Linked DNA regions of Sus scrofa: all the other regions are linked to region 5. The links are chromatin contacts, called in public Hi-C and HiChIP or PLAC-seq maps. All regions are on one chromosome and are shown on one strand. Each heading gives the region's core, a stretch centred on a gene start, on an enhancer-like site or on the middle of the called end of the contact. The rest is flanking DNA. Distances are from core to core; before and after follow the strand shown. Region 1 holds the start of DNAH7 (dynein heavy chain 7, axonemal). Region 2 overlaps HECW2 (HECT, C2 and WW domain containing E3 ubiquitin protein ligase 2). Region 3 overlaps HECW2 (HECT, C2 and WW domain containing E3 ubiquitin protein ligase 2). Region 4 overlaps HECW2 (HECT, C2 and WW domain containing E3 ubiquitin protein ligase 2). Region 5 holds the start of STK17B (serine/threonine-protein kinase 17B).

What was found. Hi-C and Micro-C count contacts between places; a contact is called where the count stands out from the background. HiChIP or PLAC-seq counts read pairs in DNA pulled down with a chosen protein or histone mark.
Region 1: a Hi-C map of fibroblasts shows a contact between it and region 5, with 1.8 times the contacts expected there. The contact joins the promoter of DNAH7 here to the promoter of STK17B in region 5. A contact is called at or near these places in 2 of 5 promoter capture datasets (fetal liver and liver), 8 of 47 Hi-C or Micro-C datasets (blood, embryonic fibroblasts, fetal heart ventricle and 4 more) and 1 of 2 datasets of contacts at active chromatin or transcription factors (alveolar macrophages).
Region 2: an H3K27ac HiChIP or PLAC-seq map of alveolar macrophages shows a contact between it and region 5. The contact joins the enhancer-like site here to the promoter of STK17B in region 5. A contact is called at or near these places in 5 of 47 Hi-C or Micro-C datasets (alveolar macrophages, blood, embryonic fibroblasts and 1 more) and 2 of 2 datasets of contacts at active chromatin or transcription factors (alveolar macrophages and skeletal muscle).
Region 3: an H3K27ac HiChIP or PLAC-seq map of alveolar macrophages shows a contact between it and region 5. The contact joins the enhancer-like site here to the promoter of STK17B in region 5. A contact is called at or near these places in 1 of 5 promoter capture datasets (fetal liver), 11 of 47 Hi-C or Micro-C datasets (alveolar macrophages, blood, embryonic fibroblasts and 4 more) and 2 of 2 datasets of contacts at active chromatin or transcription factors (alveolar macrophages and skeletal muscle).
Region 4: a contact with region 5 is called in an H3K27ac HiChIP or PLAC-seq map of alveolar macrophages. The contact joins the enhancer-like site here to the promoter of STK17B in region 5. A contact is called at or near these places in 16 of 47 Hi-C or Micro-C datasets (alveolar macrophages, blood, embryonic fibroblasts and 7 more) and 2 of 2 datasets of contacts at active chromatin or transcription factors (alveolar macrophages and skeletal muscle).

The regions. Positions count from the first base shown.
Region 1 is chr15:99,985,173-99,989,701 of Sscrofa11.1, forward strand. It overlaps DNAH7 (dynein heavy chain 7, axonemal), which reads right to left and starts at 2,176. Exons shown (of 67, transcript XM_021075816.1): 1 at 1,605-2,176. The coding sequence starts at 1,619.
Region 2 is chr15:100,186,121-100,190,454 of Sscrofa11.1, forward strand. HECW2 (HECT, C2 and WW domain containing E3 ubiquitin protein ligase 2) reads right to left here. Exons shown (of 28, transcript NM_001198924.1): 13 at 2,005-2,190. Among named protein-coding and RNA genes, the nearest start is that of STK17B, 120 kb to the left of the region's middle. Within about 2 kb of position 3,046, at least 8 of the 83 cell types and tissues checked have an H3K27ac peak or open chromatin away from gene starts, as enhancers often do. A contact at or near this core is called in alveolar macrophages, embryonic fibroblasts and fetal liver, where this site is marked.
Region 3 is chr15:100,167,966-100,172,123 of Sscrofa11.1, forward strand. It overlaps HECW2 (HECT, C2 and WW domain containing E3 ubiquitin protein ligase 2), which reads right to left. Exons shown (of 28, transcript NM_001198924.1): 14 at 2,758-2,892. Among named protein-coding and RNA genes, the nearest start is that of STK17B, 100 kb to the left of the region's middle. Within about 2 kb of position 1,541, at least 13 of the 83 cell types and tissues checked have an H3K27ac peak or open chromatin away from gene starts, as enhancers often do. A contact at or near this core is called in alveolar macrophages, fetal liver and retroperitoneal adipose tissue, where this site is marked.
Region 4 is chr15:100,132,568-100,136,685 of Sscrofa11.1, forward strand. It overlaps HECW2 (HECT, C2 and WW domain containing E3 ubiquitin protein ligase 2), which reads right to left. Exons shown (of 28, transcript NM_001198924.1): 19 at 2,039-2,159; 20 at 499-612. Among named protein-coding and RNA genes, the nearest start is that of STK17B, 68 kb to the left of the region's middle. Within about 2 kb of position 2,519, at least 29 of the 83 cell types and tissues checked have an H3K27ac peak or open chromatin away from gene starts, as enhancers often do. A contact at or near this core is called in alveolar macrophages, embryonic fibroblasts, liver and 3 more, where this site is marked.
Region 5 is chr15:100,063,101-100,067,703 of Sscrofa11.1, forward strand. It overlaps STK17B (serine/threonine-protein kinase 17B), which reads right to left and starts at 3,197. Exons shown (of 8, transcript XM_021074823.1): 1 at 2,912-3,197. It overlaps LOC102157527 (a long non-coding RNA gene), which reads left to right and starts at 2,579. Exons shown (of 2, transcript XR_002339022.1): 1 at 2,579-2,668; 2 at 2,881-3,680.

The DNA.
Region 1 (4,529 bases), core at 926-3,425, 79 kb before region 5:
CCACAATTCTGTGATGACCTATATAGGAAAATAATCTGAAAAAGAATGGATATGCATATATGTATAACCATCACTTTGTTGTACAGCAGAAAGCATCACATTATAAATCAACCAGACTTCAATCAAATTTATCTTGCAGGCTTAAAACCTGCAGGCTTAAGAAGCTGTGGTCTACAGCAAACCAAAATTTGCAGGCTTACAACCTGCAGACTTAAGAAGCTGCAGTCTACAGCAAACCAAAATTTGCAGGGTTAAAACCAACTGTTTTCCATTAAAAACCAGGATGCTAAAAGGCAAACCTAGAGAGTTAAGCTAGCCCAGAATAATGCCTGCATTTAACATCTTCCCATGCTGTTCTGGTATTAAAATGGTCGATCATTGTTCAGCATTTCTTTTGTTTAAAATTACTCTTTAGCTCAATAAAGAAAGAGTTGTGAAAAGTAGCCACTGCACAGTGTGTTACCAACCCAGGTTCCTTTTGCCAGAAGCTCAGCAAGCCAAAACGCTGAACATCGAGGTTCGCAGCAGAGAGAGGACTTATTCAGGCAGCAGCCAAGGAGATCTCAAATCTAGCTCCCAGAAGACAAGGGGCTGCGGTATTTATGGGATAAAAAAGAAAGTAGCAGGGCCATCTAAGGCGTGGGGAACGTGGGGAAAGATGATTGGGAAATGCTGTGGTAGCTGCCGTAGTTATCATTCTGCGCAGATATAATTAACCTATAGGCCTCTCCAGTTTGAAAAACGGAGGCAATTAACATGATCTGAGGATGGAGTTTCTAGTCCTCAAAAGGTCACCAAGCCAGATACTTGCACATGCCCAATTGGAAGGTGGGGGAGCTACCCAGTCTTAACTACCTCAGCCCAAAATAGACACAGCTGACTCCAAGCTCTTGGAAACAACTCAGGCAAGCATCCTATTATTTAGGCTCCATGCTGCTTGGAGGACACGCCAGTCTTTCGCAGCAACAATTAAACGCAAAATTGATTTGTGAAGGTGGGTGAAATGGATTTGACTAATGATTACCTATGGTTTCACCTGGCATCTTTTGTTACATGGCGTGGGGATATTTTCCTGAGATTCCGTTTGCCATTTACCAAACACTTTCATGTGTAGCATGGTATGCCATGGTATCATATTATTTGAACTTCATGACCTTAGAAAGGAGGAAAAGTAGTTCTGATTCTTTTTCTTTGTCTCAAAGGGAGAGAAGGCTTAGACCAATTGATTTGCCCAAAGTTTCACAGCCAGGGAGGGGCTTGGATTCCAACCCTAGAAACCAAATCCAAGGCAACTCCCCACCAAGTTTGCCCCCCGCCCAAACACACCTACTATTATTAGCATTCTGAGGCTATAATTTAAACCCCTTGGTCCGCTGCCCCGCTGATGTTTGGTTGTTACGACAACACCAAGTCAAACAGTTGGGAAGGGAACATATAAAAGCTTTCCCCGAGAACGTTCAGTATCCCAGATCATAAGTGGGGTGAAGGAAGCTGTACCCAGCGGGGTTACAACTGGGGAGTTCAGAAGACCGGGTTTCCATCCGTTTAGAAATGTGAGAGAAGCTTCGCGGCCGGAAGAGTCTGGGAAGGAGCCGCCCTCTCACCTGCTCGCTGCTCATGGCTGCGAGGATTTACTGGCAGCACCCGGTGCCTCCTGGACTGCTTCTGCCCGGCGCCCCGGGAACCCCTCAGACAAGAGATGCAGCAACGGGGACAGGGCAGGCTCCGCTCCCTCCGCAGGGGCCGTCTAGCGTCCTGGCTCCGTTTGTTGCTAAGCAACAGGCCCTCGCAAGTTCCATTTCCGGTCGTCTGCTGCTCCTGAGACAGTGCTGGGGAACTGGCAGTGCGTTCCCACGGGAGGTGCTTTCTCACCGATTGGTGGCGCCTGGGCCACTTCTACACCCTCCGCCTAATTTAGCTGGGTGTTCTAGGTCCCTGCCTTAACTCCTATTTTCCTATTTAACTTTCTGTGGCTAGAATTCGCAGAGGGCTAGTGGAATGAAAGGATTGCAAATTTAAATACTGATGTGGGAGAATCGAATTAGGAAACCAAAGCATGCAAAGGCTGAACCCAGTAAACACCTTTTTTCTGTTTTCCATATATTTCCAACTCCAGCTTTTTTTCTTGACTTTTCCCACACATTAGAAAACTATTCCTTAGAAGAATATATATATATATATATATATATATAAACCTGCAAGAATTCATTTAAACCAACATGTATATAAAGACTCTAGACTAGTGTGAATGGCTGGTGGAGAAACTGGTGAAAGAAGTTCTGAAAGTTTACAAAGTAGATTTGAGTAAAGGGAGTTAGAAAAATCTAGAGATGAAGCAAGGTGACATGCTGGTGCTATATCTTAAAGGACCCTTGAAATATGGTCTAATAGCAAAGAATAAATCTGACTTCATATTTTATCTGTTTCTTTACTTTAACCTTTGTATTCTTTTGCTTTCACTACAAGAATGTTGCCTATAGCCTGAAATATACAGGATAGCCCATTCTCAATGCTCTGACCTTTAAAGATGTAACACTTTCTTCATTCATATAGAGATAAAAATTTGCAGATAGAGAATAACATTTGTCAGAGGTTTATAGGAACATCGTGACCTGTGACCTGACCTATGTGTATGCCTGCAAAAATAAAGGATTCTAGCTCAAGAGTTTGCAACAACCAGCTACACCTCCTATACTTTTAGTATAGACGAGGCTTAAATTCTAACTTGGGTACATTAGTTCTTTGGGACACTAGTCCACCATCTTCTCAGTCTGCTTACTTTCTGAATAAAGTCACTATTCATTGCCCCAACAACTTTTCTCTTTATTAATTGGCCTGTCATGCAATGAGCAGTATGAGCTTGGACTTGGTAGCAGAGGTATGGAATTTACATGGAATTTCAAGGGAACTGGTAGAGCCAAAACTCTCTTGAAAAATATCAAAGTTGGAGGACTCACATTTCCTGTATCAAAACTTAGTACAAAGCTACAGAATTCAAAAACCGTGTCTTTTCAACAAATGTAGCTGGGATATTCAATATCCAATGCAAAAGAATATCGGTCTCTATATACAAAAATTAACTAAAAATTGATCAAAGTTCTAAATGTTAGAGCTAAACTATTGAAATTTTAGAAGAAAACTTAGGAAAAATTTTCATGATATTGAATTTGGCAAAAATTTCTTGGAAATGACATCAATTGCATAAGTAACAAAAGAAAAAAACAGACCCTGGACTTCGTCAAAATTTAAAATCTTTATACGTCAAAGAACAATACCCACAGAGTAAAAGGTACACCCTACAGAATGGGAGCAGATATTTGCAAATCACATATCTGGTAAGGGACTAATATTCGGAATATATAGAGAATTACTAAAACTCAACAACAACAATAAGAAAAGAAATCTGACTTAAAAAATGGCAATGGACTCAATAAGACATTTTGCCAGAGGGTATACAAATGGCCTATAAGCATATGAAAAGATGCTCACGTCACTAATCATCAGGGAAATGAAAATAAAAACCACAATGAGAAGTTTCGATTGTGGCTCACTGGGTTACAAACCTGATTAGAACCCATGAAGATGTGGGTTCGATTCCTGGCCTCGCTCAGTGGATTAAGGATCTGGTGTTGCTGCAAGCTGCGGCTGGTCACAGATGTGGCTTGGATCCAGCGTTGCTGTGGCTGTGCATAGGTCAGCAGCTGCAGCTCCGAGGTAAGCCCTAGCCTGGGAACCTAAGCCATAAAAAGAAAAAATAATAATAAGAAGAAGATACCATTTCACATGCACTAGAGTGGTTTTGTTTGTTTGTTTTTGTTTTGTCTTTTTTGCCATTTCTTGGGCCACTCCCTCGGCATATGGAGGTTCCCAGGGTAGGGGTCCAATCAGAGCTATAGCCGCCGGCGTATGCCAGAGCCACAGCAACACAGGATCCGAGCCTCATCTGCGACCTACACCACAGCTCACAGCAATGCTGGATCCTTAACCCACTGAGCAAGGCCAGGGATCAAACCTGCAACTCATGGTTCCTAGTCGGATTCGTTAACCACTGAGCCACGACAGGAACTCCTAGAGTGGTTATTATTAAGAAGAGAGAGAGTTATTATTAATAAAAAGCATTGATGAGGAAATGGAAAAAGTTGAACACTTATGCAATACTGGTCAGAATGTAAAACAGCAGAGCCATTATGGAAAACAATATGGCGGTTCCTTAAAAAATTAAAAATAGAATTACCATATGATCCAGCAATTCTACTTCCGGTATTTGCCCAAAAGAACTAAAAGCAGGAAATCAAACATATTTGCACACCCATGTTTATAGCAGCATTATGCACAATCACCAAAAGGTGGAAGAAACTGGTGTCCTTTGAAAGATGAATGGATAAACAAAATGTGGTAATAAAACTGGAATTTTTTTCATAGTGTGCATACTGGTATTTATTTTAAAAAGTTCTAAGGCATACGAAAAAGGCTCAAATAGAACAAAATTTTGCAAGATATAAGTCTCCCTCCCATTCATGCTGCATCTT
Region 2 (4,334 bases), core at 1,796-4,295, 120 kb after region 5:
CTGGAAAGGCTTCCCTGCCACGCCTGCCTGACTCTGCGACAACGCCATTCAGTCTGTGGTCCAGGGTCCTAATCACAAATTCATCCTCTTTCATCTATTCTAAACTTCATGCTGGCTACTTCTAATCTTCTCTGGGCTGAGAATTAGAGGTTTATTAAAAAGACTTACAGAAATCAAGTCAATAGTGTCAATGAGAGTCTGAGGGTTCCTCCATGCATTAAAATATATGCATGCATTTCTTAATATCTATTTGGACTGCTTTTAAATTCTCAGTTAAGACTGCTGGAAGCTGAGTCCAGGATGAGTGAGATGCCACTATGGTATTATTGCTAGAGGGGAGAATGGTCTTTATTGAGTACTTTCCATATTCCATTTGCCTTGAATGCTCTTCCCTGATACGCTTTGCTTTTCACTTTGTTCGGGTCTGTGTGCATGAAGAGTCTTATCTGCAAGGCCTTCCCCAGCCATGCTGTGTAACTCTCCACTCCTGCCTTTCTTTAGACCCTATCTCCGGCTTTCTTTGAAACCACAGCTTTCATCAGCTCTTGGCATGCTATGTATTTACTTATCTGTCTACTGCCCTTCTCTTTCCATCAGAGTGGCAGTTCTATGAAGTAGTTGGCTTATCTGTTTTGCACAGGTGCTCAATAAATATTTGTTGAACTAATAAGTCAAGCATAGTTATTTTAAATATCTTGTCAACTTAATATTCCCCATACTATAAGTCATGTATTTCCAATTTTCACAGACAGGGAAACTGAGGATGGCTACTCAATACTCGGAGAGCATAATGTGGTGGTTAGGAGTATGAACCAGACTGCCTGGGTTAAAGCCCAGCTCAGTCACTGCCCAACTCTGCGACACTGGGCAAGTCACCGAGCCATTCTAGACCTGGGACTCTTTGTAAGAAAATAGCAGTAATAATACTAACACTGCCTCATGGAGTTGTGAAGAACTTAAACATAGAAAGAGCTTAAACAAGAGTTCCTATCATGGTTCAGCAGGTTAAGAGCCTGGCTAGTATCCATGAGGATGTGGGTTTGATCCCTGGCCTCACTCAGTGGATTAAGGATCCAGCATTGCTGTGAGCTGTGGTGTAGGTCGCAGACATGGCTCAGATCTGGATCCCTTAACCTCACTCAGTGGGTTAAGGATCCAGCACTGCTGTGGCTGTGGCGTAGGCTGGCCACTGTAGCTTGGATTAGACACCTAGCCTGGGAACTTCCATATGCTACAGGTGCGGCCCTAGAAAGAAAAAAAGAAAGAAAAAGCTTAAACAGTTCATGGCTGATAGTAGGTACTGAATAAGAGTGAAACAAATAAAATCTTAGCTGAGAAGCACATTATAAAATTATTTTTACTCTGATTGTTTACTCATATAACAAACTCCTGATTATAACCTGGCTTTTGGGTTCATCTGTCCTCAGAAGGAAGTATAGATGTGGTTATTCTAGCCTGTGCAACTGAACTATGTATTTCTCATCATAAATTAATCAATCAGTGAATCTTGTTTACTGTGCTAACAAAATCAGGGGTCTGAACCAACAAGACTGAGGCCAAAAAGAGGACAGCATCACAGACATGCCTTGCATTGTTGCTTAGCAACCTCTGGGCAGCCTTCTCCAAACAATGTCACAACTTATATACCACTACCCACAACGCAAGCTGTACAGTGAGGAGAAGGAAGTATCATTGCCTAAAACACCTCTTCTCTAATCAGTAGAAAATGGCAAGAGTACAGTTAGAAGAATATCCAGACAAAGTGAGTGTTTTGCCAAACAAGTGCCCTCATGTCCACCCACTACATACACTACTTCAGAAGAGCACAGCACCTGTTTATTGTAACTAACTACCTGCTTGTCCAGGTTTCACTTGCACCAGCAGATGGAATGTTGCACCTCAAAAGGGCTTTCAGCCCTCCCCAGAAGGGGAGGGCCAAGTGCCACAGCCACTAGCAGCCCATAGTCCTGCGGCAGCTTCCCCATGGCAACTCCCTCCAGTTACCTTGCCCTGATGATCGTGTTTCATTTCCCAGCCCCTCGGCAGCTCCAGTTGTTTGTTTGCAAACATGTTGAGGAATCCCACAAGGTCCCGGTTATGCTGGTAGCGTTCAAAGTGGTGGGTGTCCCGCCGGACTTTGGTGATCATGTGCTTCAAACACGTGTTGTTTGTAAACATGCGGTAGGCACTCTGGAGAGAAGGACGGAGAACCAGTGTTAACCTGTTTGACATTCAAAAGCAACATACATGCTACTTAATCTCCAGATGGCATATAGGCTTCAACATAACTCTAGATCCACAGATGGAAACAGCAGACAGAACAAAACAAATCTGATCAAAGTAAAAGTAAAACAGATAGACCTACAGAGAGTAAGGGAGCCTTCACTGATGATTCTAGTTTTTTAAAGCACTAGAACACGGTGGAGTCTCATTCTACAGGGGAGGTTAAATCCTAAAGCTGGATTTAGGTGAAACCCACTCAGTCAAAGTCACACCATGCCAGAGACAAAACTAGCACCTCACAGTGAGCCCAAACATAGCCAGGGTTTCCTCCAGCACAGAAACAGGTCACTGGTTCTTTGGGTTAGAGCTGATGAAACAGCTGGCAAACATTTAGGAGTCACGTTGTATGGAAAAATGCTTGGCCATATATTTAAATAGTAGAAGTACACGCAACAGGCTGGGTTGTATTCACGGAGAGTCATATTCAACTAAGACCATCAGTGACTGGATTTTTTCATCACACTTAATCTTGGAGGCATGATCTCAGTAGATGGAATAGCAGGCAGAACTGCCTGGACTGTATACCTTAGTATTGTTTTTTCCTTTCTCCCTCTCTATCGTGTGTGTGTGTGTGTGTGTGTGTGTGCGCGCGCGCGTGTGTGTGTGTCTGAATTTACATGATCGAAATGCACATTTAAGAAAGTTCCATTATACCAGCACACACAAAAAAGTGACTGTTTTATAAAATGCTCCAGCCTTTGTCTCTATGATACTTGAGAAGAGTCCCAAAACACAGACCATAAGCCATGGGCTTTCCTCATCTGAGTCAGTCAACAAATATTCATGGCACAATACCATGTGCCAAGCGATAGCAAAGGAGTAACTGTCTAGAGCTATTTCCTTGAGTTATCAGAAGGAATGTGATGTTCATGAAATTGCCTGTGAATGAGTTTTCCTGGGGTTCTACTTTTCTCAGGTAGATTCAAAAGGCTTCAGGCTCCTCTTCCCTTTAGTATCCCAGGAACACCAGCCTGAGTCTGAAGGCCTTCAGGCTTTTTTCATGGATTCTGGTATTGCTTCTCATCTAAGACAGACCCAGGCAAACCCCAAAGAAATCAGGATCCTTGGAAATCATTTCACTTTAAGAAACAGTTACTGTCTTTGCTGTGCCCAGGACTGTGCCAGTACTACACTTGTATCCTCTGTAGGATAAAAGATGAGTGAGTCTGAGGATGTCAACACTGCTCCTGTCTTTCCAGGGCCCCCAGGGTGTCACGTCCAGGTCAAAGCATTTATTGCTGATGTGAGTCCCTCTTGAGCTTTCCTCCCTTTGGCACAGGAGGTATAGCCATTGACCATGTGTGAAATGGTAGCTGCTCCCCAACCAACCGGGGTTCCTGGGTCTCTGAGGAAAATCAGCGAACCCTGGCAACCCCATTTGGAATGAGAAACAAACCTCTGTTAGCTTAAGCCACTGAGATTTGCTGGGCATCTTACTGATGAATAACCTAAACTACATAAAATAACCTTGCTACAGTTTTTCGGATGGATTCCCTATCATTACATACTTTTTGTTTTGCATGGAGATATTTTCCCCCTATCAAAATGAAAGGAAGGGAGGAAGGAAGGAAGGCCAGCCACATTAAACTGTCCTCACGTACTAGTGTACTAGTTCCTTAGTCTACCTGAGTATAAAATATTTCAGCCTGACAGTCTACACGAGAGGTGTGAAGGCTGGGAGAAATTGTCAGGTTCAGAGCACAGAGCACTGCCAAAGCAGGCAGGCCTAGGCAGGGGCTCTGGACAATTACAGAGCATGGGCGAATAAGAAAGTGATGTCATGAAAGCAGAGAAGGAGACTAATAGAAGAAGTTGGAGGTTGTCAGAGACCAACGCCAGCTAACTAATAGTTTAGCCTGTGGCTGACCTTGCCTTGGAGTTTTATGTACAATCCACAAGGCATCTGTTTTCTGCATTTGGCTCCATGTTGCTGATACATTTTCACATAGGCCACTGCAAGCATAGAGGCCTGAGACCACACTAGCTTGTGTGATGGCGATGGCAACGAGCTTTCAAGTCATTCTCCCTAATAAGTCTCTTTGGGGACAAAT
Region 3 (4,158 bases), core at 291-2,790, 100 kb after region 5:
CCTGCAGCAGATGGAAGTTCCCAGGCTAGGGGTCAAACTGGAGCTACAGCTGCCAGCCACAGCCACAGCCACAGCAACACACAATCTGGGATGCATCTGTGACCTATGCCACAGCTCACAGCGTCGCCAGATCTTTAACCCACTGAGCGAGGCCAAGGATCAAACCTGTGTGCTCATGGATAAGACGGGTTCCTTACCTCTGAACCACAACAGGAACTCCATAAATAAGGTACCTTTAATATAGAGATTCTACTTCCACCCTTTCAAACCCTTACAACCAGTTTACCACACTGTATCAGTTAGGCATTCAGTGGGGTTTTTTCTGAAGGCCCTAAAGCTGAAAATGTGGATCCCACCCTTCACTGCTTATTTATCCTTCAAGAATGTTCTCACTTATTCTTCAAAGTTAGTTCAAATAGGCCCCTCTCCATGAAGCCTTCCCCTCCCTTCAAGCTGACATTAGGTGCCACCTTCACTGAGCTCCCCCAGGTCTCAGGGTACATTTCTAAAGCAACCATCATTACTAACAATTTATAAAGCGTTTTTTACTTGTATTTTTTGGCCACGCCTGCAGCATGCAGAAGTTCCCAGGCCAGGGATCGAACCCGAGCCATAGCAATGACAATGCTGGATCCTTAACCAACAGGCCACCAGGAAACTCCCTTTCACTTGTATTTTGATTTATCTGGATTATGGTTAGTTTTATATATTCTCTCCCTAATAAGAACACAGGAACATATTTATTTGTATCCTTCACACCAACCACATACCTATACTACACGTAGAAATTCATTTGTGGGACGGAAGAGATACCAAAATTTCTACCGCCTGGAATATCTGCTAAATGAGCCTACAAGAGTGGCTGAGAAGACTCATGTATATAACTGGGAGTTTCCCACTCTGCTCCTCTAGAGTTATCAGCCTTGAGGAATGAAGTCAGCCCCTCTCTGAGGAGATCCAGTCATTAACTACACTTCGTTTATCAGTCACCAAACTTATCATTTCAATCTACCAACATCTACTTTCCCTCCTGTCAGTATATTGCTCTGTACCATCATTTCACAGAACAGCCAAAGGTCTCCTCCTTGACACCCCGCTTCTTCAAACCCGACTGCCAGGCAGTAGTGGGCAAGCCATGATAAATGTGTGCATCACAGCAGGTTGTGCATATTTCTGACGGCTGGGCCAGAAAGCCCCTTCCCCTCAAAGGTGTAAAACGCTGGGGCTGAATGCTGAGTCTTTATGGGGTCCTCTCAGTTCCACTGCTCCGTCTCCATCAATAGAAGAGAAATCTTCATTCAAATTTTAATGTGGACCTTAGTAACCCTAAGGCTAGACTGTGGAAAGAATTCAAGTTCTGAGGCAGAGGAGTTGAAAGAAAACGTATAGTTACTAATCTCATGCACGTAGTCCTGACCAGACTGAAGAGTCAACTTCATCTTGGGAAGTCGAGATAAGGCGAGCGTCTAAAGTGCACTGGGCTGTGTGATAAAACCAGGCAGGGCCCGAATATGCTACAGATCACGCACAAGGTCCAAAGGTGAGAGGTCTGTTCTGCTTTCTAGATGAATGCTGTCAGCATCATCCCATTTCCCACCAATGGTTTATACGGCAGCCAGGTAGAGATTTATTAGCTCCTCATAAAACATAAATATTTTTGTGCATACCTCATCCTGCAATTCATTTATATATCATTTTTATATGAGCGTCTCCTGTGTACTCTTTGTGTCTGCTCTTACAACCAGCAAACACACATGATGCAGCAGAGCAAGTATGGAAATCATGAGGGGAAATTCCAAGAGTGGAATTTTGATGAACCGAATCCAGTTATTTATTGGCTTCATAATTTTTCTTCTACTAGAAGCTGCAAAAATATTTGACCCACGATATAATACTGAAAATATGATATGCACATAGACGTGCAAGAGGCATGCCGGAAAAAAATCTTAATTCTATTTGTCTAAGGGAAGTTTTAGAAACAATGTATATCAAGTGATGATATATGACATTCATAAGCCAGTACTAAGGAGAAAATATTTGACCTAAAACATTTCTCTTTTATTTATTTAAGCTGCTAAAAAAAAGAGGAAGCAGGAAGAGATTATTTCTTTTTTCTTTCTTTTTTGGGGTTAGATTATTAGAGAGCCCTCATGTGGTTACCATGGGTCAGTGCAAACTAGCAAAGTGGAGTACAGTTCAGTTTGTAGTAATTCTTAATGCTGTTCATTTATTCTGGGCACTTAAGAGTACATAAATCGACTGTCGTATATATTCTAATTTTAAAGGGTATTAATGAGGATATCACAATCCCGTAGCCTTGGCTGAATATTTTAATCTAATCCAGGAATCCTCACTTTAGAAAATTCCTATCCTTAACCTAATTTTAGCCCCATCAAAGTTACATTCATTTTTCCCTACGAAGCTGCCCTTAGGTATGCAAAAGGGCTCCTCCTCCTCCTCTCTCTTGAACATTTTATTGCATTATGAATTCTCTCTCACCATCCACTGAGCTTTTTAAAAAATATTTTATAATTTCTTCATTCTTTCCTCATCTGTCCTATTTTTAAAATTTATAATTTAGGCTCTATGTGTTGCCAGAAAAGCCCTGTCAACATTTTACTATTTTCCAGTCTCCAGATGACAGGCTCTAAATCAAACTAGAAAAACAAAGCAAAGCAATAATAAAGAGGCAGCACAACTGCACACACCTCGGTACACCTATCTACTGGTAAGTGGGTACCAAGGCTGGGGACTCACCTCGCCTGCACTGTGGCTGCGCTGCCTCGTCAGATGCTGTCGATGCACCAGCGCACTCGTGGGTCTGCTGCTCTGGAGTGGGAGCCGGGGGTCAATGAAAGTGGTGGTCCGGGAGTTGTGGTCAACAAAAAATGCCTAGAAAGCAATCCACTCAGTCAATAGTCAATTCATGTCACATAATTATCTTAGGGGTCCTATCATTTCACACATCTGGGAAAGACCCACTTTGAAGTAATCATCTTAGCTCTGTTTTCTCATAATTTTAAATCTTTTGGAGAATTTCCCTTACTCCCTCCTCAGGATAGATCAGAATAGAGGAAGCAAAGCTTAGAAGAGAGCAGGAAGGAACACTCTTGGCTTCAGGAAACACTCTTAAGAGAAAGTCATCAAAAATATACAATCTTTTTCTGTAATAATCTATTTGGGAAAAAAGAATGGATATGTGTATATGTAGAACTGATGCACTGTGCTGTAAACTCGAAGCTAATACAACACTATAAATCAACTATGCCCCAATAATTTTTTTTCTAAAAATTGTAATAATAAAAAAATAAATTTAAAATATGGTCTTAGAAAGCAGCCACCTAGGGCTTCTTTTAATTGATGCTCTCTAAGCTCTTACTGCTACCCATGGTTTTTACCAAGTTCTTCCTATCACCTGAAACTTCAAACACCACTGGCTTCTCTTTTCCTTCTATGCAGTCAGCTACCAAGTCCTCCTCTCTACAGTTTCCCCATTGTGGTATCTCCTCTATTTGTCCCATCCTAGCCGGACTACCATTCCATTATTTCAGGGCTTTCTCTTAAACACAGAAAGAATGATGAACAGTTTCTAGTTGTTCAGCATCTCTACAAATGTATTCACTAAATTGGCACCTCACTATCAGAATACTTTTTCTAAGAGCTTTAACTACACCTTCACTCCAATCCAAAGCCTCTATGGGCTACATGCCAGCTTTAGAAAAAAAAATTCCAACCCTTTGGTCAATCTTCCAAGACACTTTAATTTCTCCTTCCTACTTGCCTTTCCAGGTTGGTCACTGATCATGTATCCAGACAAATTCTATCACATGAAATGGGCAAGTCACTTAAATTCTCTGGGCTATAGATTTCTTATAAAACAGGTCTCTCTCATTCATAATGGACATTTCTCCCCCATAATGTGATAGGAAGGAGGAAACCACAACTGTCACATTTATAGCTGAATCCCTGGTAGCATGAAATCACAAATGAGCATAAACCATGTCCCTCTATTTTGCAGTAAGGACTACATACGATGTAGAAAAGCATTTTTAAATTCTTTTTATTTATTTCAATTCTAAAGTTCTACATAAGCACTTTTTTATTATCATTAGGAGCCAAATGAAATTAAGTTTTCAAAGTAAAATTCATTCAAGGCAA
Region 4 (4,118 bases), core at 1,269-3,768, 69 kb after region 5:
TAGAAGGAAATACGAAGGTTGGCACCTCTTAATCCCCTTCGCCCATTTTGCCCACCACAAGCCCCCACCACGACCACTAGTTTCTAATTCGTGATTCTGAAACCGAGTTTACTTAACAGGTGAAGCATGACTGACTTAGCGCCCCAGTGCAGAAAACAAGATCACAGACCTTAAAATGCAAGGTTTAAGGGTCTTTTTCCTCTCAAAGCCCACTCTTTCACTTTAAGAGCAAGAAAGTTACAGAGAGAAGAAACCACACCAAGCTTCTGCTCTCAAAAATGATCTATAGGTACGAGCTTTTACCAAAGAATTTCTATGTCAAATGATTTAAAATCCCGAGGAAGCCTTAAAAAAAAAAGCCGAAAGGTTTAAGTGTGTGAGAACAGCACTTCCTGCCAGAAGGATTTCCTGTTTCAGGCAACCACAGCGGACCTTGTGGGGAAACATCCGTCTGCAGCCACAGCCCAGCTCCACAGGCCACTTCTCTGTGCTACTCACCCTTCCTCCCCGACAAATGTGACGTACAGCTTATTTCTCTGCAGGTCTTTTCTGGAATAGCCCATAATCTGATTAAAAGCATCTTCGAGCAAGTGATCTCTTCTGATAATTAACCTGCCATAAGGAGACAATTTGAAAAACATAGATTATTTCCTAATTCTTATCTTTCCAGAACCGGATATTTGTCATTTAACTTCCATTTACCACAAGTAACTCGGCAAAAAGTGGAGTGACTTGCTGTCATTGCTATCTGCAATAAAGCACCCGTCTGTCTTTAACTCTCAATAGCATTAAACAAAAGTTACATCAGAGAGTCCTTGGTAAACAGAGTACTCCACCTAAGACCTGTCGAAACAATGCAAGTGTCCTTTCTGAATGATCATATCAATTTATCCCAGAAGGAAAATGATTATAAAACAACACATACACAAAAGTTGTTTAGTAAAGGAAGAGCAATCCTATGAGGTAATGGCTTAAACCTGAATGCACCTAGACCAGGAATTCAATTCCTAGGTGCCTAGAGAGATGACTATGAGAACAAGAAGCACAGGAACACACAAATTCTCAGTGTCCTCCAAAGCAGAGGAGTTTACTACTATGCTTAATTTAGTTTTAAAATTAAGAGCATCTTGGAGTCCCTAGGGTACAAATGAATCATATTGAGGTTGATTAATCTACTTGTGACAATGACAATTAAAGTCATCCTTAAACATGTATCAATTTGCCCTTAAAGCAATAGTAATGGAAAGGGAGATGCTAGGGAGTCCGAAGGCATGAAAGCCTGATCAGCAAGACCTTGCATAAGTGAAACTCAGAGAGGTATGGTGTTTGGGGCACATTGATGTTTTTTGCTGGTGATGAAAGGGGAAGCTGTGAGTTTAATTGAGCAAGCGCTGCACTGAGGTGGGGGTGAGGGGGCAGTGACCTGTGGGCTGTGGGGCTGGGGCTTCTCTTTGGCACCTGGGACACAATGGTGCTGCAGTGCAGACCCTCCCTCTTCTGTCCTCTCTCAAGTGGCACTGTGATCTGTAGCAGGGACATGGGACAGGGTGGAGGTGGGGTTGAAGGGACTTTGGGTAAGTAGGAAATTCAGATAATTTTAGGCCAAATAACGTGATTTTCAACGTCCCCATTTAAAGAGAGGGGCACAAATAAAAGCAGAGTCAATATTCATGACATATTCCACTAGACAAGTGAAGCTTATTATTATTTTGGTCTTTTTTTGTTTTTTTCTATGGCCACACCCACGGCATATGGAGGTTCCCAGGCTAGGGGTTGAATCGGCTTTTAATTTTGCCTACATTTTTACATGAAATGTGGTCGTCTCTTTCCTGTTTGTTTTAAAAGCTTAAGCTAAACCCTGCTTAATTCCAGAACTATGCTTCAGATGATCCTGTAATTTACACATGCTAAAATAATTATGGCGACGAAAACAAAGAAAGGCTGGTCATCCCAAGTCACACTCAATTTCCTACATTCCCAATTGCATCCCATCCTTTCCCCACCCACAAATCCTATGGTTTGCATCACTCTGACTTACTTTAATTTCCCTGGGCCTTGTCCATATCCTTTAGTCTCTAACTTCCTGTAAAAATTCCTCAGTTTGGCTTCAAAGTCTCGCTTGTAAGGGGCGGGAGCCCGGGCGTTGGCACGCTGAGTACCTGCAGTAAACCACACAGAGAGGAGGGCATGGATTTGTGCAATGTCCTGGAGCTCATCACATTACCATGAAAAAAATACTACCTGGGGCTGAGACCACAGTTACCAAGTAAAAGGAGGCGACACTTTTAGATTCCTGCACTTTTTACCCCTCCAAGGCAAAAGCTATCACAAAGCTTAACCAGGCTCTTAGGATGTCTTCCTTGTGGCCTTTTGGTTGAAAATACCAGTCCTGTTTGAAATGGTGCCCATGTGTTAGTCAAATGTGTTCCCCTTTTTGGTTCGCATTAATATGAGTCAAACAGAGTTACTCATGTCTAATGTAACCGTTGAGGGTGGAATATCTTTGCTTGTTGCTGAGATGATATCGTGGCAATTAGACAGGAAGTAGACAGGAAGTTACAATGTGAAAGTATGTGGTACATACAGCAAGAAGAGTGAGTTTCCATACTTGATGAAAAACCCACAAATACGTCTTTTAGATATGCACCGTAACTAAGAAACATTATAGACACACAATCCCATACATTTCCTCTTACAGGGTAGAACAATCGATTTAAAAACAGAATCCAGACGTCATTGCAGAAGGCACTGGTCTCCTGGTTGTGCAGAGTAAACAATACTGTTTGTTGCAGTCTTAATAAGTGCCAAGTACTGTGATTATCTACAGAGCATCCAAAGACATTCTGCATGTCATTCCATGGCCAGCATCATTAATATAAAATGTAAAAGCATAGTTTGTTCCTCTTTCCACAGAAAAATCTGGCTTTGTATCATACTGTGACTACCCAACCAGCTGAAGTACAAAACTGATGATGAATATGGGAATCAGACACCATGACACAAATACTGGATATTTCCACTAAATATTTCACAGCACAATAAAAGAAACCAGAAAACAAAAATTGTGACATCTTGTGCATTACATACCAATTCAGCTCCTTAAATGTATCTTTAATGCATGAATCAACTAAGCGATGATTACTTGTTGCTAATACTGCATTAGGTTCAGCCAAAGATGCTCAAAATAAGTAAGATCAGGTTGCTGGCGTGGATATCTTGGTTGGGAAGACAGAAACTAGAACACAGCAAACAACTAGAGAATGATTAAGTCCTAAACTAGATGGTATACAAACTACAAAGCAGAAGGAACAAAACTATAGCCCTGGGGCTATACCCAGCCCTATTGATCTATTGTGTTTACAATGTTTTAAAGATTTTAAATGAACTGCCAACATTTAAAAATTAAGAGATTTCAAGTGAAAAAAAAAAATCCTAATTTTGTTTGAAATTTATCTGAGAACCCCTGCAACAATTGGCTTGCATTTCCCTGGGTCTACAGAGGGCAGCTGCCCATTAAGATGAAGCATGTGGGAGTTCCCGTCGTGGCGCAGTGGTTAACGAATCCGACTAGGAACCATGAGGTTGCGGGTTCGGTCCCTGCCCTTGCTCAGTGGCTTAACGATCCGGCGTTGCGTGAGCTGTGGTGTAGGTTGCAGACGTGGCTCGGATCTCGCGTTGCTGTGGCTCTGGTGTAGGCCGGTGGCTACAGCTCCGATTCAACCCCTAGCCTGGGAACTTCCATATGCCGTGGGAGCGGTCCAAGAAATAGCAACAACAACAACAACAACAAAAAGACAAAAAAAAAAAAAAAAAAAAAAAAAAGATGAAGCATGTGCCTCCACTGTGCCAGAGACACTCAGTGACAATGCATTTGAGATCAGTGTTAATGTAATAGTAATAGAAAACGAGGATAAATAGAGGTCAAAAAGGAAAAGACTTTGGGGAGGAGATATTATTGGAATCAGGCCTTCTAAACACAGGAGAATGTACAGTTCCTACTGGGGCAGGACAGCAAGAGCTGGAATGAGCATTGCATGTACATTTCGAAGATACCGAGGCCACCTTACTAAGCAGAGCAGAGGGCAAGTGCCGGGGAGTAAGCAGGAAGTGAAATTGGG
Region 5 (4,603 bases), core at 1,947-4,446:
ACAGAAGGGGAATTAAACCCTATAATTGTGAACCAGGATGGAAAGATGTTGAAAAAAGGAAATAAAGTGGGCCATCAAACATACAGGGCTTGTCATTCATCAGATGGAAAATTAAGTTTCTGTTGTCAAATAAAGTACTATTTACTTACACCATCACCAAAATGATATTTATTCAGTAAGTATTGCAATGCATAATGGCATATGATCCTAGGCTTAAAGATGAAACTATCACCTCACTGTTAAGATTGAAATTTTTAAATGCTTAAAATATAACTATGTCCTCTTTTGAAGAAGTTGCAAAGGTTTAGGGGTGTATCAACACATGTTGCATATACATATTAAAAGAAACTAATTTAGATTTTTTTAAGGGGCACTGAAGTTCACAGTTAAATGTATTTGGGGAAAAAGGGATAAATAAATCAAAGAAAAAATTAACAAAGTGTGTTCTTGAAAATTGCCACATTTGTCACACATATTTATATAAAATGTTTGTAACTTAATTACTAAGTATAGTTGTTAATTGAAATTGCCAAAGAAATATCCTTTGATAATACTCTATCATAGAATATAAAATACTTAAAAATAAAATCACTAAATTTTGTCATCAATGTTGTGGAAAACTAAAATAACTAAAATGTTTAAAGTTTTCACAAGTGGAAGGCAAGTACATAAATGACTGTTAATATTTCTGACACAATCAATACCCACAGAACACAAAAGAATTCTAAAAAAAACCATGAATCAATCAAAATCCTTTAACACTAGTACATCTAGAAGCACTATTCTACCTAACTGCCAATTTTTTACAGGAAATATGCATTTCAATATAATATACATGCAATTGTAAGACAATTTTAAGATTAAGTAAAAGTGTTAGTAATTGATTTCCTTGATTCTTAGGTTTTAAATTGGGTCTCTAAGAAAAAAATGGGAATTTTAGTAAAGAAATTATCTCATAATTATCAAACAGCTTCAAAAATGAAGATTTTAAAATATGTTTAAATGTTTACTTAACACGTAATACATTGTCAGTGGAAGCTTTAAGATAAAATTGTTTGGAAACATGCCATAACATGCCTGTACCTTCTTCAGCTTTGTTATTAATATGCTGACATAGTGATCAATTAGTCATTTCAACTTTCCTAAAAACTGATTCTATCTTAACCAAATTGTAATTCACTATTCAATGAGCCCAAGAGAAACTGCAACCATTCTGTCCATTCACAAAAAAGAAAGGCCCTCGACAACACAAATTTTATTTTAAAACTTGAATATATTTCCATGTAAATATATTTAACTTCGATTGTAGACCCATCATTTAGAAAAATGCTATAAAATGTATAATATATGCATTGAAAAATAAAGCAGCTATTAATACTACAAATATTAAAATATTAGAAAATTTTACAAAAACTGAACATCTGCTCTTAGGAGGATTAAAGGGGAAGAGGAGAGGTTTTAAACTAGGACACTGCTTCTGTGGACCAGTTTTCAAAAACACACGATTTTATGGGTATGTGGTTTAATATTTATAAAACAAACACTTTAGAAGTGGTTGAAAACTATTTCTGCACAGTTAACTATAAAACTATAAAATGATGTACCAATGCCAAAGTAGATTTATCATCTTTTCCTTTAAGAAAATGGTGCTCCCGGGCTCAAAATGCCAGGTTACATATGCTGCCACTTGCCCAGCCATCTCAGTAGACCATGCTGTCTCAGCCCACACATTCTCAAAAGCTTGAGAATCTAAGATCTTGAGAATCACACCATATGAAACATCACTGCGTATCATTGGTACCACGGACGTAAACATTACGTTGGCAAAACAATCAGTGGATGTGATAAACGGACCTAGTATAATTGAAATTTGATCAGTATGTGGTTTCAAAATATTGTTTTTCTTAATTTCAATTGGCAAAGTGATGTTGAAGTACCTCTAATTCCATTCCAGACATGAGAAGAACTAAAGTCAGCTACCAGCTGCCATAAAGTCTCTTTCAACTTTGTCTCCACTTATCCCTCTGAGGGGACTCAAATGAAATGCTTTTCCGTACATTAAAACAAAGAGCTGGGTAATTGTCAAAATAGTTGTTTGTATAGTTTGAGGATGGGTCGTTGTACACTTTGAGGTTTACATAGTGTCAAAATAAAATCAGATCGCCGAAGACCACTGAAACGACTGCAATTTGACTTCTCTATTCAATACCTTTAAAAAACTGTTGACAAGCAGTAACTGAAAATGCCCCACAAGATGAGCACAAACTTTTTCCAGACGAAAGTCAGCTGTGAACAGGACGTGCCCATGAGTCCAGACGTGAACACGTCCTGTGACCCCCATCACAGCTGTGAACTCGGGAGGGACCTGAAGGAAGGACCACGTCGACGCGACGTGGAAGGGACGCAAGTAAGCCGGTCGCAAAGGGGGCCCCCGCGGGACGCGCCCGGGGGAGAGTCTGAGCCGGGCAGGCTACAGCACGCGCAGACACACGAGCGCGCGCGCACACACACACACACACACACACACACACACACTCTCTCTCTCTCTACACACGGGCCGAACTCCTCGGGCTGGGCTGAGAAAGGTACTGGGAGGACCACCGGTCGCCGCCGGCGCCGAACCCGAGGGAATCCGGGAAGCAGAACTTCAGCCGAAACACGGCGAGAGGTTCGGAGCAGTCGGGGCACCTGAAGGGCGTTGGTGTGTGAGCCCATCTTCCCCAGGCTAGGGGTCCGAGGGGACCCTGGATCCGCCCACAACACCTGGACCTCCCTCCCCTGGACCCCTCCCACATTAGGGGGGTCTCTGTTCCATGGGTAAAGGGGGCCGATTCAGGGGACTGGAGTCGCAGCCCCGAGCCCACCCGCCAATCCTCGCAGGACCGCGACGCGCGAGGCGGAAGACACTGACCGCTCGGGCCGCAGCAGGTTCCTTCGCGGCCGCCCCCTCCAAGGGGGCTCCCGTTCTGCCCCACGTCGGTGGCCACGACAGGACGCGTGCTCCAGTTCTATCCCGGTGAGGTGCCGGATAGCTCCGAACGTGGCAGGACCCACTTTTATTCTTCCGGACAACGGCCAACAGTTGTGACCCGACCTCCCCGTGAGGTGGCTCCCGGCGACGGCAACGAAGACGGAGACCGGAGCTTACAGTTGAGGTTTGAAAACTGCAGCCGCCTTGCAGGGCAGTGCTGTAGGCTAGAACCCACCCCCTCGGAAGGGAGAGCCAATCCGAACTCGCGTGGAGGGCTGGGCTGTCACGTGTGGGCGGGGCGGGGCGCCGGGGCGGGGCGCCGGCACAGGGCGCGTGCTGCAGGGCGGGGCCTCGGCGGCAAGGGGGGTGTGGCCGGCGCCCAGCAATCCGAAGCTGGGAGGAGCTTCGGAGCAGGTGGGGTGCTCCAGTAATTGCTGCGACCGAGGAGTGAGGCAGGCGCTGCCAGGGACCCCTCAGGGGACTGCACCCGGTCTTCACACAGGGAGTGAACTTCTGCAGACGGGAGAGGGAAAAAGCAGTTAGTTGCTGCTTTCAACTCATTCCCAAACTTTTGTGCCTCTTTCCTAACTCTTCCTAGTCATCTTCCTTATCACCTGAAACCAGGTGGCCAGTGGAGAGCCCCATATACTATAACTTTGCAAATATCAACATCGCTTGGGATTTATGGAACTTGGGCCCCACCACTAAGTCCACTTCAGCGAATTGAGTCCTTCTGAGGCATGGCTGAAGGCAGTTTTAGGAGAGTGCAAATAAGATGTTTTGCTGTTTTTTGCCTATAGGTATCTAAGGGAAAACGGGAAAGCATCTCAGCAAACCATTCAGGATGTTATCTTTTGAAGAGAATGAAAAATTTGAAAGTCCTGTGCAAGGCACAGTTGAAGTTTTTTGGTTCTATATAATCTAGGATTGGTTTGCAAAGTATACTTACAATAATTGTAGAGGACTATTGGGGAAATATATTGGGAGGGGAATGGTTCTTTTTCAAAAGACTTCAACACTCAAACAGCATTTAAAGAGGAGGTTTTCTGTACAGCACAGAAAGATGAGTGTGATTGGGTCACTTCGTTGTACAACAGAACATGATGAAACATTGTAAATCAACTATTCTTCAATAATAAGGAAAATTTTTAAAATAAAGTTTTCTTTTTCTATCCCAGTAAACCAAGCAAATTCCCATCGAGCCATCCATTTGTTTTTCCATACTGTATTTTCCCCAAGATAAGTACATAAAATGCCCATCATTTACTCAAATCTCCTTTTTACTTAACTGACTCCTCCCATTTAATGTGTCTATTCCCTAAACCTTGTCTCGGAGTATTTTGCTTCCATCTATCTAGTTTCTGGTTGCCAACAAATGGATTGACCAGAGAAGCCTAAAGTTAGAACAAAGGGGGGAAAAAAAACCCTGGAAGTTGAAATGGACTTTATGGCTGTCATTATCTAAGAGTCCACAAACAGCGAGTGTTCCCATCTTTTCTTTTAAGAACAAGGGGGCAGTTCCTAAAAGTCTCAACACCAGCACTGGAACCAGTAACTTCCAGAATTAACAGGACTGCAGCGTGGCGGCAATTTTTGTTTTTTTTTCTGAATGTGTGTTTAATGCTGCACCTC